Regions from separate parts of the Mus musculus genome. Here regions 2, 3, 4, 5, 6 and 7 are each linked to region 1. The links are chromatin contacts, called in public Hi-C, Micro-C and promoter capture Hi-C maps. All regions are on one chromosome and are shown on one strand. Each heading gives the region's core, a stretch centred on a gene start, on an enhancer-like site or on the middle of the called end of the contact. The rest is flanking DNA. Distances are from core to core; before and after follow the strand shown.

The links. Promoter capture Hi-C pulls out the DNA fragments that hold promoters and counts their contacts. Hi-C and Micro-C count contacts between places; a contact is called where the count stands out from the background.
Region 2: a Hi-C map of ventral hippocampal neurons shows a contact between it and region 1, with 4 times the contacts expected there. The contact joins the enhancer-like site here to the promoter of Cpeb2 in region 1. A contact is called at or near these places in 2 of 39 promoter capture datasets (cranial neural crest and hippocampal neurons), 4 of 484 Hi-C or Micro-C datasets (cerebral cortex, forebrain and ventral hippocampal neurons) and 4 of 115 datasets of contacts at active chromatin or transcription factors (SST interneurons, VIP interneurons, embryonic forebrain and 1 more).
Region 3: a contact with region 1 is called in a Micro-C map of embryonic stem cells, with 8 times the contacts expected there. The contact joins the promoter of Tapt1 here to the promoter of Cpeb2 in region 1. A contact is called at or near these places in 1 of 39 promoter capture datasets (pre-B cells), 5 of 484 Hi-C or Micro-C datasets (CD4 T cells, CD8 T cells, embryonic stem cells and 1 more), 4 of 115 datasets of contacts at active chromatin or transcription factors (astrocytes, double positive thymocytes, large pre-B cells and 1 more) and 2 of 9 other capture datasets (adipose tissue and liver).
Region 4: a contact with region 1 is called in a Hi-C map of cortical neurons, with 2.8 times the contacts expected there. The contact joins the enhancer-like site here to the promoter of Cpeb2 in region 1. A contact is called at or near these places in 5 of 39 promoter capture datasets (cranial neural crest, frontonasal cranial neural crest, hippocampal neurons and 2 more), 1 of 484 Hi-C or Micro-C datasets (cortical neurons) and 5 of 115 datasets of contacts at active chromatin or transcription factors (SST interneurons, craniofacial prominence, embryonic forebrain and 2 more).
Region 5: a Micro-C map of embryonic stem cells shows a contact between it and region 1, with 7 times the contacts expected there. The contact joins the promoter of Cd38 here to the promoter of Cpeb2 in region 1. A contact is called at or near these places in 2 of 484 Hi-C or Micro-C datasets (both in embryonic stem cells), 1 of 115 datasets of contacts at active chromatin or transcription factors (regulatory T cells) and 1 of 9 other capture datasets (liver).
Region 6: a contact with region 1 is called in a promoter capture Hi-C map of pre-B cells. The contact joins the promoter of Bst1 here to the promoter of Cpeb2 in region 1. A contact is called at or near these places in 1 of 39 promoter capture datasets (pre-B cells), 1 of 484 Hi-C or Micro-C datasets (embryonic stem cells) and 1 of 115 datasets of contacts at active chromatin or transcription factors (memory CD8 T cells).
Region 7: a contact with region 1 is called in a Hi-C map of uterus, with 2.4 times the contacts expected there. The contact joins the enhancer-like site here to the promoter of Cpeb2 in region 1. A contact is called at or near these places in 1 of 39 promoter capture datasets (hippocampal neurons), 1 of 15 datasets of contacts at CTCF or cohesin (the NIH/3T3 cell line), 1 of 484 Hi-C or Micro-C datasets (uterus) and 5 of 115 datasets of contacts at active chromatin or transcription factors (acute myeloid leukemia, astrocytes, bone marrow-derived macrophages and 2 more).

What each region holds. Positions count from the first base shown.
Region 1 is chr5:43,231,994-43,234,522 of GRCm38.p6, reverse strand. It overlaps Cpeb2 (cytoplasmic polyadenylation element binding protein 2), which reads right to left and starts at 1,270. Exons shown (of 12, transcript NM_001368806.1): 1 at 1-1,270. The coding sequence starts at 1,060. All of the region lies in intron 1 of Gm7854 (predicted gene 7854), which reads left to right.
Region 2 is chr5:42,238,206-42,240,734 of GRCm38.p6, reverse strand. No RefSeq gene overlaps it. Among named protein-coding and RNA genes, the nearest start is that of Gm16223, 170 kb to the right of the region's middle. Within about 2 kb of position 1,269, at least 13 of the 459 cell types and tissues checked have an H3K27ac peak or open chromatin away from gene starts, as enhancers often do. A contact at or near this core is called in SST interneurons, cerebral cortex and ventral hippocampal neurons, where this site is marked.
Region 3 is chr5:44,225,338-44,227,866 of GRCm38.p6, reverse strand. Tapt1 (transmembrane anterior posterior transformation 1) reads left to right here and starts at 1,261. Exons shown (of 14, transcript NM_173764.3): 1 at 1,261-1,453. The coding sequence starts at 1,264.
Region 4 is chr5:42,386,884-42,389,412 of GRCm38.p6, reverse strand. No RefSeq gene overlaps it. Among named protein-coding and RNA genes, the nearest start is that of Gm40295, 140 kb to the left of the region's middle. Within about 2 kb of position 1,257, at least 5 of the 459 cell types and tissues checked have an H3K27ac peak or open chromatin away from gene starts, as enhancers often do. A contact at or near this core is called in cortical neurons, where this site is marked.
Region 5 is chr5:43,867,543-43,870,071 of GRCm38.p6, reverse strand. It overlaps Cd38 (CD38 antigen), which reads right to left and starts at 1,263. Exons shown (of 8, transcript NM_007646.5): 1 at 952-1,263. The coding sequence starts at 1,196.
Region 6 is chr5:43,817,623-43,820,151 of GRCm38.p6, reverse strand. It overlaps Bst1 (bone marrow stromal cell antigen 1), which reads right to left and starts at 1,259. Exons shown (of 9, transcript NM_009763.3): 1 at 1,059-1,259. The coding sequence starts at 1,225.
Region 7 is chr5:42,684,714-42,687,242 of GRCm38.p6, reverse strand. No RefSeq gene overlaps it. Among named protein-coding and RNA genes, the nearest start is that of Gm40295, 160 kb to the right of the region's middle. Within about 2 kb of position 1,267, at least 23 of the 459 cell types and tissues checked have an H3K27ac peak or open chromatin away from gene starts, as enhancers often do. A contact at or near this core is called in uterus, where this site is marked.

The sequences.
Region 1 (2,529 bases), core at 21-2,520:
CGGGGGGTCCCCCGCCCCCGCCGCCGCCGGGGTGCGGCAGGTCCGGGCTCTGCAGGCTGCTGAAGGCGCTGGTGCCGAGCGCCGCGCCGGGCAGGAGGGTGCTGGGGCTGTTGAGCAGAGGGTGGTTGGGCGACTCCATGGAGCCCGGCGCGGGGTTCACCGGCGGCGTCGAGGGGGGCAAGCCCGCATTGGGGGGCTCGGCGGCGCTGCCCTCGCCCGCGGCCGGGGTCTGGCGAGGGCTTCCCGCGCCTCCGTGGCGGCGCCGCGGAGCTGCGGGCGGCGAGGGCGGGAGCTGCGGGAGCTGGGGCAGGTCGACCGGGCGCTGCCGCTGGGCGAAGTCCTGCGGCGGGAGGTGCTGCGTGTGCGGGAGGCTGAACGGCTGAGAGCGCTGGGCGAGCGGCGCCGACTGCAGGAGCGGCCCGGGCGGTGGTGGCGGCGTTGGCGGTGTTGGGCTGAAGCGGCCGGGGCAGTGGAGCGGCGGCGGCGGCGGCGGCGGCTTCGCGTCCGGAGGGTGGGGACGGTGTGGCGGGCTCAACTCTTTCCTCTTCTGGCTGCTCAGCTGCTGCTGCTGCCGCTTACTGAAGTCCTGCGGGGAGGAGGTGCGGCAGCAGCAGCAGGAGGAGGCGGAGGAGGAGGAGGGGTGGTGCAGACTCGGTTTGAAGTCCTGGGAGGGGAGGAGGTGGGTCACACCCGCGTTCGTGCCGCCGCCGGGGTGGTGGCTGGGGAGCTGCTCTGCGGCCGCCGCCCCCGAGAGCGGCCTCGTCGGCTGCTGTGTCAGCCCGAGCAGTAGCTCATCCTGCACGGCCTGGGGATGCGCCACGAGCGGGGAGGAAGAGGAAGCTGCGGCTGAGCTGGCCGCGCCGCCGCCCGAGGGGATGGCGAAGGGGGAGGCGGCCTCGGAGAAGCCGGTGACAGGCAACGGCGGCGGCGACAGCGGGCCGAAGGGCGTGGCGGGCGGCCCGGCGGCGAAGGGCCGGTAGGCGCTGCCGCCGGGCGAGGATCGTGGGCTGCCGCTGCGCAGCAGGGCAGTGTGCAGCACCCCGAACCCGAAGTCCCGCATTTATCAGGCCGGCGGCCGCGGCAGGAGACGCACCCCGTCCCCTGCCCCGCCTAGAAAGCCCCGGGAGCCGTGGCGGCGCGGCCGTGGTGGAAGGATGGGGTCAATGGGAAAGGGACACTGTGACTGAGCCGGGGCACCGACTTGGGGCCCCGCCGCCCCTCACGGAGGCCACCGCCGCCTCCCGGAACCGGCTCCGGCACCACCGCCGCTGCCTCGGCCGCCGCCGCCCTCGCCGCTTAAGAACCCCGGAACGTGCGTCAGCAGCCACCTCACAATCGCGCCGCCCCTTGTCGCGCGCCCTGGCACGCGCGAGCGCGCCGCCGCCGCCGCCGCCGGCCTCGCCCCGCCCCGCCCCTCATTAGCGTGCGTTGTGGACCCTGCGAGGCAGCGGGCGCGCGCGGCGCGTCCCTCAGTCCAGGACCTTGAATGGAGCCCAAGGGGGTGAAAAAAAAGCCGGTGGAAGTTGGGGAGACGGCTAATGGGTCTCGAGCACCGTGCGCGTGCGCACGGAGGCGAGCACGCGCGGGCGTTGCGGACGGTTCCTGGGCAACCGCCCCTCCTGTCCCCTGTCGCACGCGCCCCCTCCTCAGGCCCCGCCCTGTCCCAGCCCCTGGGGTCACGTGAAGTGCCGCTGTCCCAGACCTGCTAGCAGGACTAGGGCGCTAAGCTTGCAGGACTCTAGAAGGTCCCATGCTCTGTGGTCGGGTGCGAGCCGCGCGTGCTGTCACCCACCCTTGCCACCGCTGGAAGGCATTTTTTTTTGTTTGTTTTTTAAGAGTAAAACGCGAAACACCGGCGCCTTTTGCAGCAAACATTTCCACTTCAGCAAGGGGAACAAAGTCTGGGAGCCGACAGGGCTCTGCGTGGTTACTCGCGCAGGAGAGCTCTGAGTAGGTTCTGAGACCAGCTCCTCCTGGCCCCGCTGCTGCAAGCCCTGGGTGCGCTGTCACCACAACCCAGGGGTGCCGGACTCCTCCTCTACAAGTTCTTTCTGGCTTCCTTCCCCCGGGAGACTCTCATCGGAACATTTCCGAAGCTTTATTAATTTTCAAGGGAGAAAGATTTCTCACATCAGGGGGGAAAGGAGATTGTGACTCAGCAGCGGACTTGTTGAGGCTTGTAAAGTGGAAGGGGAAAGGCTTTCCATGTAGACAGAGGAGCGCTGGATGGGGACTTAATCCAGTGTAATTCCTCCCCACAGGAACATTTTACACAGAGAAAACCACACTTGACTGTTTAGTCCAATGATAACTGATCCACACGACATAATAAAGAATTGTATGTTCTTAGTTTTTATTTTTAAGTTTTCCTGGTGCTTAGAAAACTGAAATTACTGAATGGATTCCAGAAATACCTACTGAAATCTCAACAGTTTGCAGAAAGTTGATTCAGACTGGACTAATGATGTTGTAACTTACTAGTCTCTTAAGGAAGTTAGGTAGATGTCTTTCTGAAGCCCCTGTCAGTTG
Region 2 (2,529 bases), core at 20-2,519, 990 kb after region 1:
GGGCTTTTATGGGTGACTAGTATCTTTAAATGAATACAGTCACAGGTAGCCAGACAGGCATGGGGAACTCCACATGACAAGGAAAGCTAGGATGAGAATTATACAATTCCAAGAAGGTTACTGGAAAGCCACTGGAAGCTGGGAAAAGCACTAATTCCTTTGCATTGGCATTAGCACAGTCATCATTTTGATGTAAGTCTTCTAGCGTAAAGAAGGATGAGTCAGTACAGTTCTATCACCTGGAACTATCCGTCCACAGTATTTTGTTACTGCAGCCCTAGGAAGCTGATACAGTAACCAAAATGTATCAAAATAGACTTCTACTACAAACAGACTGGAAGGACATAGGACATCATGTAAATGGTCTGCTGAGCTATATGAGGTGACTAATGCCTTGAACCCCAGCACTCAGGAGGCAGAAACACACAGATCTCTGTGAGTTTGAGGCCAGTAAGATACTGAGTTTCAGGAAAGCCAGGGCTATATAGAAAGGACCTGTCTGAACTCCCATCTCCCAATAGATACAATTAAATAAATGGTCTGCTTAGATAGAGAGAGCAGACAGTAAGCACAGTCTGTTTTTCAGTGAAGTATCTAGCACATTTAGTAGCATCCAAGGGATGCTCAATAAGCTAAGATTCTTAAAGAGCCTGTCTCTTGCCCAAAGCAGCACAGATAGGCAGTCTTAGAACCACAGATTCAGGGCATGCCAACTACAAAATGAATTGTCAGCTTTTCTCCCACTTGGTTTTCCTAAAAGGAGTGGCTAGTAAATTAAGTAAGGTTGCTGCCCACATGAACAAGTGGGCAGAACCCAGAGCCAAGTGAAGACACAAGAAACCAAACCTTGAGGGGGTTTGAGCAGAGCCATGGAGAAGATATGCAGAGGAGCTCTTGGTCCACAGCACTCAATCACCAAGCTGGGATCTACGGGGGCAGCTGGACTTGTTTTCTAGCTTTTCTTTAGACTCTGAAGCCCACCAGGAGGCATTGACAAAACAGGCTCCTGGAGAGTTCAGTGTGAGGAAGGCTTTTTTGAAGCCTCTGGGGCCTTATAGGGAAGACACTTTTCCTAAAGTTAATTACTTTCTGTGTGAACATCTGATTAGAAATTTCCTTTGCAAGCCCCACCTGCTGCGCGAATGTCTCCTGTTTCTAAAGTGGATGTTCAAAGAATGTTAAATTCCTAATATATATATCTTCATCTCCTGTGGAAAACAGAACAGTGATTATTTTAGGCCTAGGGAAGTTCGGATCTAGTCACAGAATTCATCATTCCCTTATGCAATCTAGGAGAACAGGGAACAGATCGGATGAGAGATCTGAAAGGAAAACATGCTGTGTGTAAAATTAGCCTGAGTCACTCCCGCAAGTGAGAGGCTGAATTGAAATCAGGGATTTTCTATTTATTTTTTATTTATTTATTTAAATTTCTACCCATGACTCCTTCACTCTGACAATGAGATGTCGCCTTTGGAAACGACCCAGGATGTTGTTGTTGCCTCTATGTTACAGATGTCACTGTTGTAAGATCTGTAGTCTAGCAGAAGGACACGGGGATGGCAATCAGGGAACTATCCCTCTAGTCTCTGTTTCCCGATCTATGAGATGAAGCTATGTATTCTGCTGTGAGATTATCTCATTCCTGGATACTCTTTTGTGTCACTCTCTCCCCTCATAGAATTTGCCTTCCTTCTCAGTTTTTCACACTCTAACATCATGATAAAGGGAGAAGATACATTGGGTGATTCGTGAATTGACTAAGACACAGGAAGAAGCCTGCAGTGCTATATGCAAAACTCCATGTGGATACATGGGAAAGAATGGATGAGCTGAGATGTGGTTCTTGCCTAATCTAGTCATTCCCACACCCATCCCATCCACACCTCCTATGAATTACAATGAAACGGTACACATTGGTGGTAAGAGAGTAAAATATCATCTCTTCCTACTAGGACCCCAAATTCTGCTGAGGTGAAAGAGAAACAACGATTAACCAAAACTGAGCAATCCAGAGGTGCAGAACTCAAGATGCAATGGATACAGGAATCAGAGTCCTTCCCCAGTCCTTTTTGATGATAGATAGCATCCCAAAGAAGACAAATCTGGAGAAGAGAGTGGTAAAGAGAATATTCTAGAAAGTTGAAGCCCAACACTTAGGTAGAAGCTCAGTTAGTTACTTATCTCTAGTTCAAAGCTCTAAGATTTGTGACCTCAGCACAGTCAAATGACAGGGAGATTTGGGGGTCCTTAATAGTGATAACAAGTGGCTGATTGATTAGTCGATGTCTGCATGGTGAACCAAGAGGAGCTTTAGTGTCTTGTCTTTGCTGTCATACCAAGCAGTAAGTTCATTGTTGTTATCCTAAGTACCAAGGGTGTTACTGAAGGGTATGATAAATCTCTAAAGCCAAAGGCAGCATGAAGAGTAATGGGTAGAGCTTGGGATGTATCATTGTGATAGTCTTCATTAGACTCAATAGGTAACTATACATAGGCTCTGATTAGAAGCCAAAATGTGGCCACTCA
Region 3 (2,529 bases), core at 12-2,511, 990 kb before region 1:
GCTTTGTCAAGGGCACTGTTTTTAAGATCCAGTTTTACCAAATAAAACCAAACTGACTTTAAATAATATTCTCTGCAGTGTTTGGTTTTCCACAATGTAAAGTTTACATTGAATTGGGATTGGGATTTCTTGGACTTTGCAAGTTCCTCTTTAACCCTCCTATCCCTTCATCCCGCCCTACTGTCAAATGGCCTTGCTGCAGTACAGTACAGAAAAGTTGCGGAGTTTGCAATCGGGTATCTAGCTTTCCATCTCTAAGGCTCTCCTGGATGTTCTAGGCCTGCTCCATCGCTTCTCGGCTTAAGTGTAGGGCAGTTTAGAGAGTGAAGAGGTATTTGCTATGCTTCTACTCATTTAAAAAGTTGCCACAATGCAGGTTAATTCCGAAGTGGGCATGAAGGCAATCCAGGGGCCACCGCGTGCGTTACAGGAGCGCACAGCAAGAATGTAGGAATCCCAGGTGAAGGTCTTCCAAGGCTGAGGCGGATTCATTTGCACCCAGCGAGCATCCGTTGGTCTCAGCGCGGCTATCCGTGACTACCAGTGAGGGGGTAAGGGTCACAAGTCTCACGGCAAGCGGTGACAATCTGACAGAACCAGGCCGCCTTGGCTGCCACCCGCAGTCACATAACCCTATTCCCGAAAGGCAACCCAGAATGTCCCCGGCGCTTTAGGCGCATCGAGCACTTTGCCCGTCGGGCCGAGTCCCCCACCTGTTGGCACGCTCCCCCGAGCTAGGCTTTGGACACTGTCCACGGACAGGGAATGTGACAGACGATCATAAATATGCAGGAGAGATGCAGCCAAGACAGCAGAGCCACCGGGTCGGCGCCGGCGGGAGCCACAGAGCTGGAGCCCGGCCCCAGTCGCCGTGCAGCCAAGGCCAGGCGGGTCGCGCCGGCGCACTCCGGCCACCGCACGGGCACAAGGGGCTCCGGCCGCGCGGACAACCACGCCGAGCCCCGCTGCCGCCCACCGTCCCCCACCGCGCGACCCGGCGGCATGGAGCCCGGCGCGGCGCCCCGGTCCGCAGAGCCCGCCGCGCGCCACGGCGACGGCAGGAAGAAGATGGCGGCGGCCGTGGCGGCGGCCACCGCGGCCTCCCACGCGCCGCTGACGCCAATGGCGCGCGCCGGCCGGCGGGCTACGGATGGCGGCTGCCCGGGCGAGGGGCGGGGCGAGGCGGCGAGGGGGCCGGCGGGAGGCGGAGGCCGGGCGGGCGGCTGGAGGGAGGTGGCGGGGACAGTGTGTGGCTCTCGGAACATGGCGGGCGTCTGCGACGCGGCCGCCCCGGGAGAAGGCGGCGGTGGCGGCGCGGACGGCCCCGAGCGGACCGGCCGCGGCGAGGCGGAGCAGCCGGGTGGTGGCGGCCATGGGCCCGCGCCCCAACACACCGAGACGCTGGGCTTCTACGAGAGCGACCGGCGGCGGGAGAAGCGCCGCGGCCGCGCAGGTGAGGCGAGCGAGCGAGCGGGCGGGCGGGCGGCACTAGGCCGCGGCGGGCTACCGAGGGGCCGACCGGGCTGTGGTGGCGGGGACGCCAGCGCCTTCCCTCTGCGCGCGGAGCGGCCGCGGCTCCGGTGGCTCCCATGTCCCCACGGCCGGTGACAGCTACCCCGGCGGCTAGTGCGCGCGGCCCGACGTTCCCGCAGCCATCCCCGAGCCAGGTGCGCCCGGGAGATCGTCGGTCCCCGGTCCCCGAGAGTTCGCGACCGGCCTCAACAGTGACAGGCATCTCCCACATCCGAAGGAGGTCAAAAATGGGAAACGCAGGGCTTTCTAGGCGATGTCAATGCCGAGGTGACTCTTCCCCCTATGGTTTTATGCGAAGTTGAGTCTCGGAAACCTGTTAACTTGCCCGCCGAATCCATTTTTCGTAGACTCAGCTGACAGTGTGGTCGTGACCGTGAAGTTCAGCAGTTTTCTCTCAAACAGAAATGTGCGGCACCCCTTAAAATGTTACATGTGGAGTTTTCCTAAACTAAAACTTAAGCCAGAAGAAACAGTTTGTCACACAAGAAAATACGTACCACTTTTAAGCCCTACTGTCCATAAGCTCTGAAGCATACTGTTAAAATATTACAATCCCCTGTGTTCAAGGATCTTATTAAGAACTTTTAACAGCTTTGGTATTTACACTGAAGCGTTCTATTAAGCCCGGAAGCAAAAGGGAAAGTTTTGGCTTGGCCGTTTCATTGGGTATAATAGTGATTGCATTTTAATTCTTGCATCGTAGATCCAAGATCTTGGACAGCAACTTGATGACATTTCTTCCAACTTATTCTGAGCTAATGCAGTGGAATAAGGTCCTGCAGCTTATATAAATACTCGTTCAAGTTATAAGGTTGACTCCATTCACTATGGGTATTGAAATTATAGGAGTCCTAAAAGTCTGTAAGACTGGTGGATAGATCCTGATAGACTTGCTAATTCTCAGAATTGGACATAGAGTTTTGCATCAGTCTCCATATCTTTGAAAACTCAGGCACCAGCTGTGTGCCTTGTTTGTTTGGTTTTTTTTTTCCCCCT
Region 4 (2,529 bases), core at 8-2,507, 850 kb after region 1:
ATGATGGGGGATTTGCTGCTCTGTACATGTGAGGCTGATACAGGCTGACTGGCACCCAGGGGAGCCTGGGCTGGTCTAGAACATGTGAGCATCATTCAAGAGGAAGCACTTGAGGTGGAATGTGCAGACATGGGTTATCCGGTGACAATAACCACAGAACAGGAAGGAGGGATGCTGGCAATCTATTCTTTATAATGAGTGGCAGAGAAAAGAAAAATGGAGAAAAATCATGAAGCCCTGCAGTATTGGATTAAAAAATGAATTTCAAACAGAAAGTGATATTCAAAATTGCTTATAATTGCATCATTTCTATAATACAAAGTTAAAACATGTCCAGGAAATTGGTTGTTAGGGTATCTGTTAATAGTGGGAGGACATTTTCAAGATAGTGCTGCCTGGTGTATCTCTGTAGTTGAAGCAATAGCTGGAAAATAAAGATCATTAAGAACAAGAGTTTACAACTCATAATGAAAGTGCAGAAAGGTTGGAGGGCCCCCAGGAGAAGCCTAGACAAGAAAAATTCTTGATAAGCTAACAGAAAGCAGGCAGTCATTTGTGGAGAAACAATGAGTTATTCAGTAAGTTGAGAATCATACTATCCACTTCAACACTCAGAGATACCTGGAGAAGTAGGATCTCATCTCACCTCCCAACCCTAGGACAAACCATCTAACATAGGGCAAACCCATAAAGGGAAATGAAAATAGGAGGTTATTCAATATTATCTATGGAATATGTTGATATAAAACTTACATATACAACTCACATAACATGCACATCTTATATACCATACAACATGGACACATATGAAACAGATATGTGTGTAAAACACATATCCAAAAAAACATGCATACCACAATCAGCACAACTATATTCATAACTGCATTCATAACATATGTGTATATGCATCACATAGCCACATATACATAACACTACACACTTGTATACAGATTCATGAAACTTACACATAGCACACAAATATACACACAGTGGAGTTGCCTAGCAACCAAACACCATGGTCCCATGGAGGAGGAGGAGGAGGATGGAAAAATAGAAAGAGAGGGATTTATTCTAGTCCTTGTACATGATAAAGTATTTAACCAATCAGATAAGAAGAGGATGCAACCAAGAGGAAGGTCATGAGAACAAGAGTCAGAAGCCTCCATTCCCTGCAGATAAAGCCACAGTGCTCCTCTGAGAGCAGAGACTGCAATCCTCTGAACTGAGCTGGATTCCCAGCCTGAGGCAGACAAGCTGAAGCTCCTTAAAAGGACTGAGAAGGATTTTACTGCACCTCCCACACATACACCCAGCATGCTAACAATGACTGCGTGGCCTTTCAAGGTTCTTGAACATCTATCTCAGTTGCTGTTAGAATCACTGAGATTTTAGAAAGACCATTGTAATGTTACACATAGTAACTATAGACACATCCCTGTTGATCTAAATGGCTCAGAGAAATGGTATAAAAAAAAACAAAACAAACAAACAAAACAAAAGGAGTAAGTTTGCTGGTCTGGAGACTGATGCTTGTGTTTAACACCCAGATAGACCCAACATGAACTAGAGTCATTGACCATGGTTTTGATTACCTGACTAAATTCTTTCACATGGGAAGACTCCTACACAATATAAATACCCATCCCTTTTCTTTTTGCCATCAGAGAAAATGGGTAGAGCACAAAAGACAATTACCCTTGGTAGAGGAGTCTTCTAATCTTCTTTTTCACTTTGAGAATGCAAAACTCTGGGAAATAGTCCCAGGTAGTATTCTGGCTCAATTTCTTCTTGCCTGACCTTTCTTGTCAGGACTTCACTGACAATGCAAAATTCCATGCTGGGCTGTCTTGGAATGTTCTGAAGATGTGCAAAAGGAACTGGCACAAAGAAAAATAAGTTTTTCCTCCTGTCCTACTTAAAATAAGTCAGTAATGGTAGTGGCACTAGCCACTTCCTCTCATGTTCCTTGTCCGGCTTCTTTTTGGCTTTAATTCCCTGAAGATATTCTGAGATTAGCTCAGTCCATATACCCCAAAAACCCCAAGGTCACTAAAACATATCTTCATCATCAGACCTTTTTATCATGCTCCTCCCAAGATGGAGCTGTCATTCTCTTGGAGTCAGGAGGAAGTCTAGACTCACACATATTCATGTTGCTTTGAGTTTTGACACATTCACAGCCCAGCTATGCACAATGATAAAGTGTCCTGGCTCTTATAAAATGAAAAGACAGAATGTCCTCAGCTGTCAACTTCTGGCAAGATCAGTGACTGTTTCAGGCTTTGTCTTGAGCTCAGAGAATTGACTCAAAGTGATTAATCTTTGAGAACACATGTCTGGAGCAATGCTTCTTCATTTTGTTCAAGTCCATTCAAGTTTAGGTCTATTGTCCATGTGTAGTTATTAATAGCATTCATTTTGCTCTCAAGAGTGCCCCAGTTTACACAGCAATTTCTATAGTCACTGAGAATAAGCTGGACATGGCAGGAACAAAACCACAAGACTGTTGGTACCTTATAGGTGTCCCAT
Region 5 (2,529 bases), core at 14-2,513, 640 kb before region 1:
AGTTGGGTTTCTGCGTGTGCCTTCCCAGCCTGCTGGGCTTTCTGTTTGACTTCAGAAATCAGTTCTACGTTAAAATGATGCCAGGGAGAAGCAACATAAATCATTCCCTCTGGGGCAGGTAGTGGGTGGAAGGGGTTCTATGGGCTGACTCTATTGACCAATGAAGATGATGTTCCCAAGGGTCTACACAGGATCACCAAGTGGATTTCGCTTACCTGATGAGTAATATTTCAGTTTTGACAGTCTGTCTTGTTTTGTTTTTATTAATGATCAGGTGCAAAAAAAAAAAAAGACCAGGATGCTGTTTGGGCTTGTTTTTTGTTTTCTTTGTGTTGTAATTAATTAAAATTAATTAACTTATTTTGAGTCAGGTCTCTCTTTGTAACCCAAGCTTGTCCTGGAATTTACAATGTTGCTGTGCAGCCCTTGTTAACCTTGAATTCACAAAAATCCTCCTGGCCCCTTCCACCCCCACAGCAAGCTGAGCAAGCCACCTAGTTAAATGTCGCCTGTGACCTTAACTTTCTGGGCAGGGGCGGTGTCTGATGGAAACCACAAGCCAAAAGACAATGTGAAGTTCCTGTGCCTGAGAGTAATCTTTGTCCCAGAAGCATGGCTGTGGCCAAAGATAGCCCTAAGGGTTCCTTCAGAGTTCAGGACCCTCTGTGGGAAGCGAGCATCTTTGCAGAGCTCAGCAAGGATCGGCGCCCCCATCACAGACACTGCCAAAACGGAGGAGGCATTGTGCAGGCGGTGTTCTGGTAACTTGAACAGGAGACCTTCCGCTCAGCACTGCCCTTCGGCTTCCAGCTGATCCACAACACAAGATTCTTTGTTTGGGACAATCTGGAAGATTCCCCCCCGCCGCGAGAGCTCCAGCTGAGTCACAGCCTGCTTCCCCGGTGTCCCGCTGCGCACTGTGCCTAGAGTGAGCCTCAGAAGCCAACTCACCTCATCTCCGGCCGGAGGATCTGAGTGTAGATGAGGCAGCGTCCCAGGAAGATGTCAGAAAAGTGCTTCGTGGTAGGCTCTCCAGTCCACACCAGGAGTGAGCGCGGCCTCAGAAGTATGACCACGATCCCTACTACCAAGGCGATCAGGACCAGGAGACCCACTCCGAGACCGATCTGGGCTTTCCTAGAGAGGCGGCAGCCAGGTCTGTCCCCAGACACCTGGCTAAATTCATAGTTAGCCATTGGGCTCCCGAAGACTGGCCCAGGCTAGGCAGGAAGAGAGCACAGGGCTGACTGGGTCAGAGCCTGCCCCTCCTCCTTTTTTTCACTTGCTTTTATCTGCTTCCTTTCCCACCCCCTACTCCTGCTCCAAAGTTCCACGGAGGTGACTGGACTAATAAGGCTCTTGGGTTGTCAACAGGCACTCCAACTGCTTACTTCCAGACTCCAGAGCAAACTGACCAGAACCTCTCTCTCCAAGAGAAGACAGCACTTTAGCCTCTGCTGGTACACAAACAACAGCTTCAGAATACTCCTGACCAACAACCTTGACACTTGACATGTTTGCTACTTATGCTCAGGTGTGTGTGTATGTGTGTGTGTAAAATTATTCTCCCTCTCCCTCTCCTCCCTCCCTCTCTCTCTCTGTTCACCCAAATGCCTGGCAATGAATGGCCTGCTTACCTCTACTTCTGAGCTTTGATAAAAATCCTGCCCAAGTATCTTTAAAGTCTCAGCTTTACTCTGCCCCTCTTCTCAGGAGGTATCAGTTCAAACCCAGCCCCAGATGGTAAAGTGCTGTTAAGATAAACTTACCTCTCTGAACTAGATAGATGTGAGCAGAGCCTCACATTCATTACATCAAAGCTTGCTTTGATTAGATGGCTTAATACCTCCTAGGTGTTTAGCATAATCCCTAAGACATAACAACCGATTACTCAATAAATGTAAGTTATTGCTGCTTACTCTAGGGGGTTGACAAAGGTAGGATTTTAGAGTTGATAGGATGCTCGCAACCCATCTCATGTGCAGTAATACTTCATCCCACATGGGAACCCCAAATACAAAGGCTCTTCCTGGCTCTCCTTCCCAAGAAGACCCCGCACTCTTCTGCTTAAACAGAGACTTGTCACAGAATGGATCATGACACAGGATTTTCACGGGACACTTTTCAGGCAGAGGGTACTGGATGCAAGAGCTGGGGCAGGAAAGCCCCTTGTTCTGTTTTAAGATGCGGGAAAGCAGCATTGCAGCTATACTACAGGATGACAGAGAATCCTTCCGAAGGCAGCAGGAGAGTAAGTCTCTGCAGCTCCGTATGTCAGGAGGACTTTTTTAGACTGTGCATTTCATTTTTTTTTAAACGTTTGCTGTCATTTTGCTTATTCATTTTGTGTGCCTCTCTCCCTCTCTTTCTTTTTTTTCCTGTGTTTTCTTTTTCTTTTTTAAAAATACATTCTTTAATCTTTTTTTACAGTCCAGACTTCATCTCCCTCCTGGTACATTCCCTCACCTCCTCCTCCCCACCCCCTCTCCAAGAGGATGTCCCCACCCCTATCCCTACCCCCCACCCCAC
Region 6 (2,529 bases), core at 10-2,509, 590 kb before region 1:
AAACAGAGTTCTCCAGTTTAAGGAAAGCAGTCCCCTACCCCATCCCCACCTCCAGACTTATGACAGAAGCAGACAAGGCCACAGATAAAAGTGATGCTAGAAAGTGACAATTTCAATGTCAATAAACCAGGAAACTTCTGGTTTTCAGAACTCTCCTTCTCCCTCTCCCTCCCCCCTCCCTCTCCGTCCCCCTCTCCCTCCCCCTCCCCCTTCCCCTCCCCTCCCCCTTCCCCCCCCTCTGTCTGTGGTGGAGGTACTGCACATGTATCATGTAGTCAACTGTTCTAGCACTGAACCACACCTCTGGCTTTCGCCTATTCATTAAGACACAAGAGTGGAGCTCCTTGTTCAGGTTCATTAGAGGGCGAGTCTCTGGGCCCACTGAGGTCAAGTCAGGAGGCAAGACTTGGGAAGATAGGAGTGGATGCCAAGTGTTGGGAGCAGTTTCCTCTACTGAGTCAGAGTGGCTTCTGGGGCCAGTTTTCACTCCTGAGGTCCAGGACGCCTTTCAAAATCACGTTCTATAGCAATGGTCATGTTGTCCTACCTTTGGTGACAATGACCAACCTGACTTCTTATGTTATTCTCTCATTTTATTTTATTGAGCTGCATCCCAATTAAAAACAACTGGCATGAGAAAGAGTGGTGTAACAACACAAAAAAGCAGATCCAGAGAAGGAAATTATTTCAATAGGAAACACAGTGTGCACAAGGTAGGGGGAACCAGAATCCTCTAGATGGGACAAGGGGAGCTAATTCCCAAGTGGTGCTCAAAATACCCAAACTGGCAGTTGTTGATAGTAGGCAAGGCTCTTTCACTCAAATTCACCTCTAGACTGGTGTCGCATTACAGCTTTCTCCTCACCTCTACACCCACAGGGGCAGCCTTAGCAGTTTCCTCCCGGGTCTGGAAATCCCCTGCACAGGGGATCTTGTCCCTAAGAATCACCTACATACACATCACCTGCATGGAGTCCCGCTAGTCCCTCCACCTGACTTTCCAAAGCCCTCACCTCACCCCACCCTTCTGCCTTTTCACTGTCTGGCTTAGCACTTACCCCAGGCTCAGCAGCGTGGTGTACTCTGCGCAGCGGCCCAGGAAGATGCTCTGGAGGTGAGGAGTGGTACCCTCCCCTGTCCACCGCGCTCTTGCCCCCAGAAGCACTGTCAGCAAGGACAGCCATAGCCACAGCCACAGAGACAACAGGCCTCCCTGGACAGCCATCAAGAAGACTTTGATTCCTCTAGCCCGTGGCCTCTTGGACTCCTCCCAGTTCCTCTTCCACTGAGGAGGCGGTTCCCCTTAGCTGAGCTTTGGCAGGACTCATCCAGATGCCAAGCCAGCCCACCTCCCATCCTCTTTCCTCTTCCATTACGACAGAAATTAAACTTAGGGCATTGCCTGGCAAAAGACGCCTCGTGGAGGGACCCCAAAGGGAATGGGAATTTGAAGCGCGCGCGCGCACACACACACACACACACACACACACACCTCTATAGAAATCTGTTACCATGTGAGCCCTAAGCAAACTTAAATTCTGTCCTGGTTCACACAGTCTTTCCAGGAGAGACATGTGCTACCCTTAGTGAAAATTGATGGCTTTGAGAAAAGCCGAAGGCACAAGGGCACAGACAAGAATCACATGCCATTCCTAAGTTGACTCTTAGGGAGTTTGTCTGGGTGGACTCTGGATGTGACTGACTGGTGCCTGTTTTGTCTTTCCTTTTCTTCCTTTGTGAGGGACATCGTCCACAGGCATCACTTACACCTGCCCCATGGATTCTGGAGCACAGGGCTTGTTTTCTAGTTTTCCAAGTGCTCACAGATAACTTTGTCTGAGAATACAGTACGGTCAGAGCTACACTCCTTTGTAATTTAGGCAGTTTAGATGTGAGATTTGGGGACTTGAATTGATACTAAAATAAGTTCATAATTGTAGGGGACGGTAGGTTAGGTAAAGGAATTTATCATGTAGGATGGATGTGAATTTTTGAAGACCAAAGGATAACTCCAATGAAGCCAAAATACCCATTAGAGATGTTTACACTCATATTCTGGAGTTCTGTGATGATTGCCTTGCATGGTAGTGAAGGCTCTATGCCCCAGTATAAGGGAATATCAGGACCAGGAATGGGAGTGAGAGGGTTAGGGAGCAGGGGGAGGGGAGAGGGGAGAGGGAATTTTCAGAGGGGAAACCAGGAAAGGGGATAATATTTGAAATGTAAATAAAAAAATCTTTCTTTAAAAAAGAAATTGCCAAAAAAAGTAAATAAACAGCAACCCCAAAAGTCCCCAAAACCCCCAAAAAACCAATCACTATAATATGCCAAGATTGTTACACAAAGATCATTTTCAAAAACAATTTCCTAAGTGAGATTTTTTTTTCCTGTGAGGAAAATGTGAATTTCTTTCCTGAATTCCTAAGCCCCGCCAACTACTTTCTTTTGGGAAAACCCAACATACTGTGTTGTGCTAGAGCAGGTCAGTATGAGTAATTCCAATATCTGAATCAAATGTTTCAAGAGATC
Region 7 (2,529 bases), core at 18-2,517, 550 kb after region 1:
TCCCTTTGGCACAATGTTGCCTTCTTTCAGTTTCAATATTCTGTTTATTCCAGTGGTGTGAACAGGGTGGTTTTGTGTCTTTTGGTATCTCCTATAGCTTTCAGCCTATGGGCATTTTATGATTCCTATGTGCTAACTTTCTGTGGTTTATGTTAATGAATAAAGCCTTGCATTCAGTGGAAAGCAAAGTCTAGTGGAGCAGAAAGATCGTGGGCAGTGAACATGGTAGGTATTTGTGTGCATCCTGAGGTGTGATATCTTATTAGAGAGTTCACAGCCGAGCAATCTTTTCTGCACCCCTGTATGACTAGAAGTTCTCAGAGGGGAAAAAAAAAACCCACACCTGTGTTAAAGATTCTGCAAGTCCAACTGACTGATTAGAACTTCGTGATTATGGTGTGTTGGAATATTGCAGATGCAGTCATTTATTCTGTCCTATTTTTAGACCCTCTCATAGTCCTTCATTATCCATCTCCATGAACACCTTTGAGAGTATCCTAACAGACATAAACCCAGAAGCTAAGGATGACTTCAGACAGCATCTGAAACCTACAGTCAAGACTTTCATGTTTTGTTGCAATTGCATGCCTGGTGTTCCTTCCAACGTATTTGAAGTGTCTTGATTTATCACCATCTTTTACCTTACAATTAGATAAATTTCATGAACCTATGGCTGCCTTGAAATGCAGTATGAGTTGAGCTGAACCTGAATTTTCAGATCATGACCACTCACATTTGGATCCAGAATAAACTACATTTCCCTTCTGTTTGTTAGCTGAAAGCAAAAACAGCATCAACATCCATGGTTGTTTTAGTGCCTCTCACAGGTGTTTTTCTTCCTCACACCTCCCATCAAGCTCCATACTCTGTTTCACTCACCCATTGCCTCCTTTTATGTCTGAATGACTTTTACTAAAGGTGTAAGACAGGCATTTACAGGCAGGGCATCTGTTTGCCAGGTCTGGCTCTGGGACATTGGCTATGCCATTTGTATTCTCTGCTCCTCAGAGTGTTAGCCATGCAATAAGGTACCTAACCCTACTTCCTTCATTCTGTCATAAGACTTAAATACTATCATGTCCATTCAGTGATATCACAGTAATTAATAACTGACACATAGTAGGCTTTGAATCAATATAAGTCATGGATTATTTTTTCTGCTCATTAGTATTCTTTACACGGAGGGATGCTCGCTGATCTGTGTGAAGAGTGTTTTTCTATTCTCTACAGCCACCCTGGAGACAGCAATGTCCTCAGTTCACCCTGGCTGGAGGATTATTGCTTGCTAACTTGAAACTTTTTTTCAGCCTGGCTGTGAGGAAGGATCAAGGCCGAGAGACTGCAGGGAGGACATCCTGATGGGGATTATTAATGAGGTAAGCATAGTCAGAGTCTGCAGGCAGAGATAGGGACTGTTGGAAGCTGTTCAATTACAAAGCTGTGTGGTGAGGCAGGCCCTGCTCAGGACAGCCAGTGATGATCTGCAACTGGAGGAGGGGGATCCTCAGAGCTGATGCTAACCCATGAGGGCTTGGGAGAGAAGGTTGTTTGGGGTTGAGAAGCACTGTAGGAAGTGGTAGCAGGGAATGGAAAGGTTTTAGTGGAAAGAAAATGACTTTTGCTATGCTTTCTTAATTTGAATAGGAACTATTTCGTAAGATTTCTTGATGCTGTAGCCAAGTACGAAAACTACATGATACTGGGAACAAAATTGCACAACTCAGCTTCTTTCTTAAAGAAGGTCTGGATGGGTCAGTGGAGTGTGATTTTTTTTACTCATTTCAATTAATGTATTTTTTTTGTATCGGATTTATAATCCCATCATTTCTTAATTTTTAAAATTTTTTATTAGGTATTTTCCTGATTTACATTTCCAATGCTATCCCCAAAGTCCCCCCATACCCTCCCCCCCACTCCCCTACCCACCCACTCCCACTTCTTGGCCCTGGCATTCCCCTGTCCTGAGGCATATAAAGTTTGCACAACCAATGGGCCACTCTTTCCACTGATGGCCGACTAGGCCATCTTCTGATACATATGCAGCTAGAGACACGAGCTCCGGGGGTACTGGTTAGTTCATATTGTTGTTCCACCTATAGGGTTGCAGATCCCTTTAGCTCCTGGGGTACTTTCTCTAGCTCGTCCATTGGGGGCCCTGTGATCCATCCAATAGCTGACTGTGAGCATCCACTTCTGTGTTTGCTAGGCCCCGGCATAATCTCACAAGAGACAGCTATATCAGGGTCCTTTCAGCAAAATCTTGCTAGTGTATGCAATAGTGTCAGTGTTTGGGGGCTGATTATGGGATGGATCCCTGGATGCACACACATGCATGCACATAATTTTCTTGATCAAAGTCCCTTCTTCCTCCATGTACCTTACTTATACTCCTTTCTTTAACCAAATCTCTTCTTTCCAAGGCTTCCTTTTATTTTCATGGATTTTTTTTCCATGACTCATTGTGAAGTGGAAACGTCTGGTTTCTTAGAAAGCCAGTTATGTCAACTAATGTTTTGCTGTGGCAAACAG